Regions from separate parts of the Mus musculus genome. Here regions 1 and 2 are each linked to region 3. The links are chromatin contacts, called in public promoter capture Hi-C maps. All regions are on one chromosome and are shown on one strand. The core of a region is the stretch at or near the end of the contact, and the rest is flanking DNA. Distances in the headings are between cores, read along the strand shown. Region 1 has its middle 27 kb from the start of Gm33149. Region 2 has its middle 87 kb from the start of Gm32840. Region 3 has its middle 4.9 kb from the start of Gm22045.

What was found. Promoter capture Hi-C pulls out the DNA fragments that hold promoters and counts their contacts.
Region 1: a contact with region 3 is called in a promoter capture Hi-C map of liver. The contact joins two enhancer-like sites. A contact is called at or near these places in 15 of 39 promoter capture datasets (the 3T3-L1 cell line, 3T3-L1-derived adipocytes, the C10 cell line and 9 more) and 18 of 484 Hi-C or Micro-C datasets (B cells, the G1E-ER4 cell line, the HPC-7 cell line and 12 more).
Region 2: a contact with region 3 is called in a promoter capture Hi-C map of liver. The contact joins two enhancer-like sites. A contact is called at or near these places in 15 of 39 promoter capture datasets (the 3T3-L1 cell line, 3T3-L1-derived adipocytes, the C10 cell line and 9 more), 32 of 484 Hi-C or Micro-C datasets (the AtT-20 cell line, B cells, the Ba/F3 cell line and 20 more), 6 of 115 datasets of contacts at active chromatin or transcription factors (embryonic stem cells, extraembryonic endoderm stem cells, fetal liver and 2 more) and 1 of 9 other capture datasets (embryonic stem cells).

What each region holds. Positions count from the first base shown.
Region 1 is chr15:97,134,078-97,136,859 of GRCm38.p6, reverse strand. No RefSeq gene overlaps it. Among named protein-coding and RNA genes, the nearest start is that of Gm33149, 27 kb to the left of the region's middle. Within about 2 kb of position 1,384, at least 10 of the 459 cell types and tissues checked have an H3K27ac peak or open chromatin away from gene starts, as enhancers often do. A contact at or near this core is called in liver, where this site is marked.
Region 2 is chr15:96,955,921-96,958,620 of GRCm38.p6, reverse strand. No RefSeq gene overlaps it. Among named protein-coding and RNA genes, the nearest start is that of Gm32840, 87 kb to the left of the region's middle. Within about 2 kb of position 1,415, at least 7 of the 459 cell types and tissues checked have an H3K27ac peak or open chromatin away from gene starts, as enhancers often do. A contact at or near this core is called in liver, where this site is marked.
Region 3 is chr15:96,675,336-96,678,035 of GRCm38.p6, reverse strand. No RefSeq gene overlaps it. Among named protein-coding and RNA genes, the nearest start is that of Gm22045, 4.9 kb to the right of the region's middle. Within about 2 kb of position 1,250, at least 14 of the 459 cell types and tissues checked have an H3K27ac peak or open chromatin away from gene starts, as enhancers often do. A contact at or near this core is called in liver, where this site is marked.

The DNA.
Region 1 (2,782 bases), core at 135-2,634, 460 kb before region 3:
CCATCACAGGATGGTCCAGTGGTCAAGGAAGAAGACGACTGTCTAACTAGAGCCATTACTGGAGTTGTTGGGAGAACTCACTGTTGGGATAATATTGTGCACCGTGTAAACACCGTCTTTGTATTATTCAAATGCTGATCTCTCTGTTGGCAGAGGGCCAAGTACAAGCTGACTTTGGTGTCGTTATTAATATGGCTGCATCATATTTTGTAAACCCACCCTCTCTCACCTTCTGACTGGTTTATCAAAAAGCTGACGGCCTGTAACAAAAACAGGAAATAGAAGGTGGGACTTCCTGGAAGAGAGGGGAACTCTGGGAGAGAGTCAGGCCCGGGAGGATTCATCAAGAAGATGGAGAAGAAGCTGCAGGCCTGGAAGGAAGGAGAGGTAGCTAACCAGTTACATGGTGAGACTTAGATTAGCATAAACGGAATAGTTGAGCTCCGAGCCAGCTGGAAACAAACCTAACTTCAGGCCTAGGCATTCATAAATAAATATATGTCTCTGTGTCATTATTTGGAAGCTGGCAGTCCCAAAGCAAGTCCTGTTACAAGTGCTGTTGGAGATAGTGTGTGTGTGTGTGTGTGTGTGTGTGTGTGTGTGTGTGTGTGACTATGTATATCAAACTTCCTGAATTTTTTAGTCTTACCCTCCCAGACCTGCCCAAACCTCCTTTGAGTTGATAAGGACAAATATTGTCCGATGCTGATGTTATTTTGAGTTTTATAGAAAGTCCTGCCTAACAATTTGAACTAGGCTGTGCGTGTTTCCATTTGGTTGCTAGGCTGCATTCTGGGTCACTTCCCAGCAGCCTAGGTGACAGCTCTTCATGGGACACCTGAATAGCTGTAAGGTGATGAACTGTGAGATATCACATGATACACAGCCTTTAAAATAGGCAGTGTGACATAATGCACCCGCTGTGACCCAGGTTGTGGTGGAAAGTATCTGGAAGAGGAAAAATGAGATTCCGATGGCTGAAAGATAGCCAGTTTAGAATCTAGGCAGGGGTAGGGAAGACGAAGGCCAAGGAAGCTTTCTACACTCCCACCCGTCCCCCAGGGACAGTTCTGAAGCCCTACACTGTCCTGTAATGTGCCACAGACAGAAGCAATACAAGAGAAATGGAACTAGGGCTTGCTAAAGACATCAGAGCCCCAGGAAATCTCCTGGCCGAGAAGTTGGACAGATCTCTTGACACTTATTCTTTGTTTCCAGAATCTTCCACGTCTATCTCAAAAGTTTCATTGATCACCTTGCCCTTCTTTTCCAGATAATAGTACAGGCTTTCCCCGCCCGAGATCAGGCCAGCAATTTGGCTGCCCCGCGTCTTTCCAAATTGACTGCGTGGGAAACGCAATTTACTTCCTCCTCCAACAGTAGGTGGCAGCACTAACCTTGTTCATTAGGTTCCCGCATCTGTAAAAGCAAGCCGAATTTGCTCAGTGGCAACAGTTTAAGGTCAGGCCTTATTTAAAATGTAAAGAAGATAGGCAAGTAGGCAAGTAACTTAAAAACCCGACTAATCACTTAGCAATTAAGAGACTGGAGACACTGCCCACATTTACACTCATTGAAATGTGAAGCAGAAACCTGACTCATTTTTATTATTTTTTCTTCTTCACTGGAGTCTCAGGCAAAGCTGGCAGCCAGTAGAGCATTTCTGAAGAAAATAAGTGCTTGAAGTCAGATATGAGAATTTGTATTTTATTATGTGAAATTTACATCTCAAGCCCCCGACAGCTCAACATTTTGAAATCACACTTATTTACTTGTGCATGGGGGTGGGGGAGGGGACTCATGGGGGGGGGGAGGTCAGAGAACAACTTTCAGAAAGGGGTTCTCTTTTAACAGATTTCCCTTTTTAAGAGCAGCCTTAGGTCAAGAGCAAAATTGAGAGAAAAGTGCAGAGAGAAGCCCATGTGTCCTCTGGACATCTCCAAACTACAACCATCCACACAGAGTTTCTGCCTGCTGCTGGTGCTCAACATGACTAGTTAATCAGCTTCACACGTCCGTAGTTTACCTTGGTCTTCACCTGGAACTGTACGTTCTGGGAGTTTGGAACTAGAGCTAAAGCGGTGTTTTCTCCTATGCTGCGTACAGAGTACCACCACTGTCCTATATGTCTCCACTCACTCCCCACCCACTCCCTCCAACCTCTCCACTACTGAATGTTCTGCCTTCTCTGTAACTTGGTCCTGCCACTGGTGGGGGGGGGGGTCTTACAGTGTTTCTTGTTATGTGATTGGTTGTTTCCCTCGTCAAAGAACCTCTAAGTTTCCCCCACTTGCTTCCTTGTCAAGACGGTTCATTTTCCTCACTGCCGAGTACAAGCCCTTGTCTGGATGGGCCACAATCTACTCTCCCACTGACCTGAAGGATGCTTGGTTCCTTCCAAGTTCTGGATCAGATATAAAGCTGCTATCAGCATCTGTGGGTGGGCATATGTTCCCGGGTCATTTGAGTACATGTAAAAGCCTGGTTACTGTAACGTGGTGGTGTGTTTAGTTTTGTTGGAAGCTACCAAACCATCTCCATAGTTCATGGCGTTTCAGGGCCCCAGCAATAGGTGAGACCTGCTGCTCTCACCTCTAGAATTGGGTATTGGGGTTGGTCAGGGCTGCAGAGGACCCTGGTTCAAATCCCAGCACCCATTCATTTTCTTATGGGTGACATTTAAGAGTCCTTAGCAGAGTCGTGTCAATAAGATAAACACCTCTAGTGCTCACCCCCTTCCACAAGGATAGCCAAAGAGAAGAATAAACTACCACATTCCGAC
Region 2 (2,700 bases), core at 166-2,665, 280 kb before region 3:
TTTCACAGGAAAACCTGGGGATGTGTTAACAAAAGGAAGTCTCAGAGCCAAGAAGAAAACCATCTAAAAAGTCACTGAATACAGTGTCATTTTTTTTTTCTGTCTCTGAGATGTGACATTTCTGAGAAATGGTTTTAGAAAGATAAGTGTGACCAAGAATGCATCACAATGATGAGCAGCCGTTTGTGAACCTCTCTGCTTGCATTCACACGGTCCCCTGCACTCCCTCATGGTCCTCGATGCTGACCGCTCGCTGCGTTCACCTGCTGAACGTCACCACCAAATGCGTCCGGTCTGCACCTTCAACATCCATTGAGAACTGTTGGGAAAGGCCGAAGGGCAAAGAGTCTGGGATCTGTGTAAGCCTACTGTGTGCTCAGCCATTTGCCTGACATCCAAATTAGATTTCAACCAGTAACATAAGCCTATTTTAGGCCAGAGTGGATTTGGAATCATGTATCGTATTTATCTACAATTGGAAACAGATAGATACTTGTTTCACTGAAGAGATGTGTTAGGTTTCAGGAAGGGAGAGAAGGAGAGAAGCTCCTGTTGTTTGTTTGTTTGTTTGTTTGTTTTGCCATTTCATTATTTCGCTATGAAATGTTTTACGAAAGTGTAATGAAACAATTGTTTGATACTTAGCACTTGACTTGTCTCTTGTCACAATTGTTTACACACACACACACACACACACACACACACACACCAGCACACACTGGCACACAGACACACTCCGTATACCATCTCTGTCTTCTCCTCTCACCCCCTCACCTCTCCTTATGTTTAGAGTTGGGAGTTTACTTCTAAGGCGCCAGTCGTTCTTATTTAGTAATGCATACTGTTAATTGCCAGTCTTCAGTTCTTATCTGAATCTCTCCAACTTTCCCAACAGTATCCTTCATAGAGTTTTTGTTTGCTTGCTTGTTTTTGTAATTCAAGATCTATTCTAGAATTCTTCTGGAACCTGGTTTTCATGTATCCTCAACTTCCTTAGTGGGAAATGAGTCTGTAGCATTTGTCTTTTATGACAATTAGAGAGTTAGAGCCCTACCTTTTTCTTTTCTTTTTTTAAGAAATGGGAAATATAAAAATGTTTGGCTGCACCTGGTAAAGTTCTAATATTGATCGACTCAACACTAAATCTTTTTATTTAATATTATGAAGTATTTTGTGCGCCTATGATCTCACATGTAGAACATAAACAGAATCAAACAAAAAGAATGTTTAGAAGCTTGTTTTATTTATCATTTTCTAAGTACAAAGGTTTTTCTAAAGAATTGGATTTACAAAGGGCTCTTCATAAGATTAAATTGATTGGTGTTTTCTCTGTTGCCTGGAGACCAAACTTATTGATCTAGGCTTCATTACTTTATAACTAATGTGAAGGGGAAGGAAACAAAGAACAGGAACGGAATAGACTATACAAGCTTGTGGAGATTAACAGGTCGGTTGTTGTCTGATATGTTCAGAGAGAACTGCACTAGGCTACGAAAACCGGAAATGTCACCTTGCCCTTTGAAATGTTTTAAAGAAGCCAAAGTAGAGTTAAAGTATTAATCCGCTTAACAAATGCCGAACAGGTGAGTGAGAGAACAAGGAAGCCTTAGGAGAGTGGGGGCAAGCCAAGGGCTCAGAACAAAAGCCCAGTATCTTCAGTGACCCATTAATGTCCCAGTCTGCATCCTTATCTTAGAGGCCATGTAACTGTGGGAGGCAATTTCTATACACAGGTGACCTTCTCTTTAGGTCTGGTGCTCTTGGAGGTAGAAAGGGCAGAGACAGGAAATGCCAACACCCCAGGAATGATGAGGGAGCTAGAGGCTGACAGCGCCAGAGTTAGGAAAGTCTGCCTGACAGAAGCTGGTAACTCAGTTGTTGTGGTTTCTTACTGATTGTAACTTAGGGAAAAACCTCATCATTGCAATGATTCATGGATTGAGTCATTTAAAAATATGTGGAAAAATGTATACAGACGGTTTGTGACAAATTTAGAAAGGTTAACAGACCACGTGTAGAGATAGATAGATAGATAGATAGATAGATAGATAGATACATACATACATACATACATACATACATACATACATAGAAAGATAGATACATAGAAAGATACATAGATAGATACATAGTTGGATAGATATATAGATACATAGAAACATAGGTAGATACATAAATACATAGTTGGATAAATAGATACATAGTTAAATACATACATAGAAACATAGAGATATATAGATATATAGTTGGATAGATATATAGTTGGATAGATAGTTAGTTAGTTAGATAGATAGATAGATAGATAGATAGATAGATAGATGATACATACATAGGTTCATAGATAGGTACATAATACATAGATAAGTAAGAGATACATTGACATAGTTCATATATTCATATACATGACAGAGGGAGTCTCTGGATACTTACAAACATATTTTTGTCCTCCTAGGGAAGAGAAAGAATAGTTGAAGACTAAAACAGGCTGTGGTAGGGTTGCCAAGCTTCAAAGAAAACAGAAGGGTTGGGCAATGCCAGTGCACTAAGATAACCTTATTAGGGCCCTTGGGAAGACTACTAGAATAAAACTACCTGAAGTGCAAAATTAAAGTGTTACTCTCCTTTGATCGTTATTGGCTCTTGTTAATGGCCAGGCATCTCAACTCTTCTTGCTTTAATTCACCCTTAACTTCTTTTTTT
Region 3 (2,700 bases), core at 1-2,500:
GTACCTATTCCACAATATGTCCTGGATGCCAAAACATGGAACCACGAGATTTAGTGTATTTCCCTCTGGTCTTTAGTCTTGCTTTGGGTCATTCCTCCTTTAGGATTCTCCTCTTCTCCCCCTTTGGAAGGGAAAGGTCTACTTTGTACCATTGCTGTAGGAAGCATGTAGCTCCACTTTTAAATTTAACAGAGGCTCACAGGTAAGACTTGGCTTTGCCACACATGGTATTGCATGCCTATAGTCCTAGTACTTGAAAAGGTGAGGCAGGAAGATTGTAGCTCAAGGCTAGCCTAGGCTACATACCGAGACCCTGTCCCAAGTAACAAAAGCAAACAAAGGCTTGTCCTGCAAACTCCAGAGAAGCCTTGATTTTAAGCAGTGTTAGAACTGTAAAAATCATAAGGACTCAGAATTGGGGTTCGTTTGCTTCGTGAGCCTTGAGGGGGGTCAGAGGTGGAGGCCATGGTTTAAGATGCATTTGGATATCAAGTTGACCTACAGTGGACTGTGTTGGTCAGTCTTGATTATTCATTTAATTAGATTAGTGTAGAATACACATGGGTGTGTCAGCAAGGGATACACCAGAGAACATTAATGAGTCCGCTGAGATCAGCTCCTAGTTTGGGCAACACCACTCCACAGGGCTGAGAAACTGCTGAGTTGCTTTCTGCAGCAGCAGCATCGCTCGTGTGTACCAGGGATGCAGGAGAGCCACAACCTCCCCATCTCCCCAGCAGCACCTGTTTCCTTTCCTCTTTCCTTTATAGCCATCCTGACAATGACCATCGAATAATAGCTATCTTCAGCTTCTTAGACTTGACAGTATAATTCAAGGGGAAGATGGATACTCTCTGGACAGGAAGATAAAGCCTATGTCTTTGCTGAGCATAGCTTGGAAAGCCAGAGGGGATAATAAAGAGAGAGGTGAGAGAGAGAGAGAGGGGTGAGAGAGAAAGAGAGAGAGGTGAGAGAGGAGAGAGAAAGAGAGAGATAGAGAGAGAAGAAGGAGGAGGAGAGGAGAAAGAAAAGGAGAGGAGAGAAGAGAAGAGAGAAAAAAGAAAAGAAAAGAAAAGAAAGAAAACCTAAGATAAAAATCTTATAATATGTCATGAGATTTGGATCTAATACTTCTCCAGGTCCTGAGAAACAAAAGAAAGGTTTCCAGCCCTTGATAGACTACTATACACGCGTGAGCCAAGGGCAGCACGAAGATTTCAAATGCTCGCTTTGGAAGTCAGCGTTGGCACCATGCCAAAAATCCTGCCAGGCCAACTGCAGGAAGGCTGGTCACCACGAGGTAGGGCATATTTCTTGAGTCCTCACTCTGTCCCTCCTCCACAGGAGACTCCTCAGACCACTTATTTTCACAGCCCTTGAGCAAACACTCAGCACGACTGTTTTTCCTGATATGCACTTGGCTTCATTAGACACGGGAATTGTAAATATGCCCTTATTGTGGCTTAGGACGATTGCTTAGCAGGATCCCTTACTCAGAGGCTGGGTCGAGAGCTGCTTTCAGTTCTGAACAGTTCTCTGTTTCTAGGCCAGTAGAGCCATTAGTCAGCTTAACTCTCAAAAACTCAGGACTCTTGTCATCTGAATCCAGTGAGTCCCTTCTGCCAATAGCCACCTTCACAGTTGCTTTGGGACATACAGTATATACCGTTCGGTTCAATGATTTAAAGAGTACAGCTCAGTGGGCTTTGGTGTAAGTGTGGCATAATGCAACTGTTAATAGGTATAGATCTTCACCGTTCCAGAGAACTTACTTCACTTAAACACAGTGTTCTCAAGATTCCTCGTGTGGCTGTGCGGCTGTGTTTAATTTGTTTGCTGTTGCCCATCAGTCAAGAGGCATTTACATGTTAGCCTTTATGGATAATGTCACTATGCACACTTTAAAAGCTTTAGCTGCACATAGGGTTTCATTTGTCCTTAATTGTAATATAAAGTACGGATAAATACCACATGCCGTTTACCCGTGTGGAGAGCTGACGCCAAGGGCAAGATCTCAGACTCGTGTTTATCTTCTGTGTTTCCGAGGCCTTGTCCTGGGGCACTCTGCCCCCCACGGCTGTGTCTGGGAGAAAGGAGAAAGCAAACAGCTAATGGTGAACAGCTATGAAGGGAACACTGGTCTTTCTGGAAACCCCTTGTGGGAACTCCAGGAAAACAGCCCAGGCATTTCTGCTAGATGGCGTAAGCGCCGACGTGACGAGGTTTTACTGTGCGCTTGCTGCTTCTGTGCGTCTGCTACCTGCTGGTTATCTTTCCTTCTGCTTGTTACGTGTTTACATGATTTACTCGTTTAGGAATTAAAGTACAGCCATCATATCATTCTCCCCAGGGATTCACGGATTTCCCCAATCTCCCTTTGGTTTCGCCTTCCCACCCCACCCCACTCCCTTTTAGTAGCAATTACTTAGGGACTAATTTAAGTTCAAGAGCCACATCTTTCATTTTATTTGGTAGGTTAGTTGATTGGTTGGTTGGTTTTTTTTTTTTTTTTTTTTTTTTTTTTTTTTTTTGTGACAGGGTTTCTCTGTGTAGCTTTGGCTGTCCTGGAACTTACTCTGTAGACCAGGCTGGCCTCGAACTCACAGAGATCCGTCTGCCTCTGCCTCCCAAGTGCTGCGATCAAAAGTGTGCACCAGCTCCACCCAGCAGCATAACGCTTAGTAAGGAGAATTCTCACTT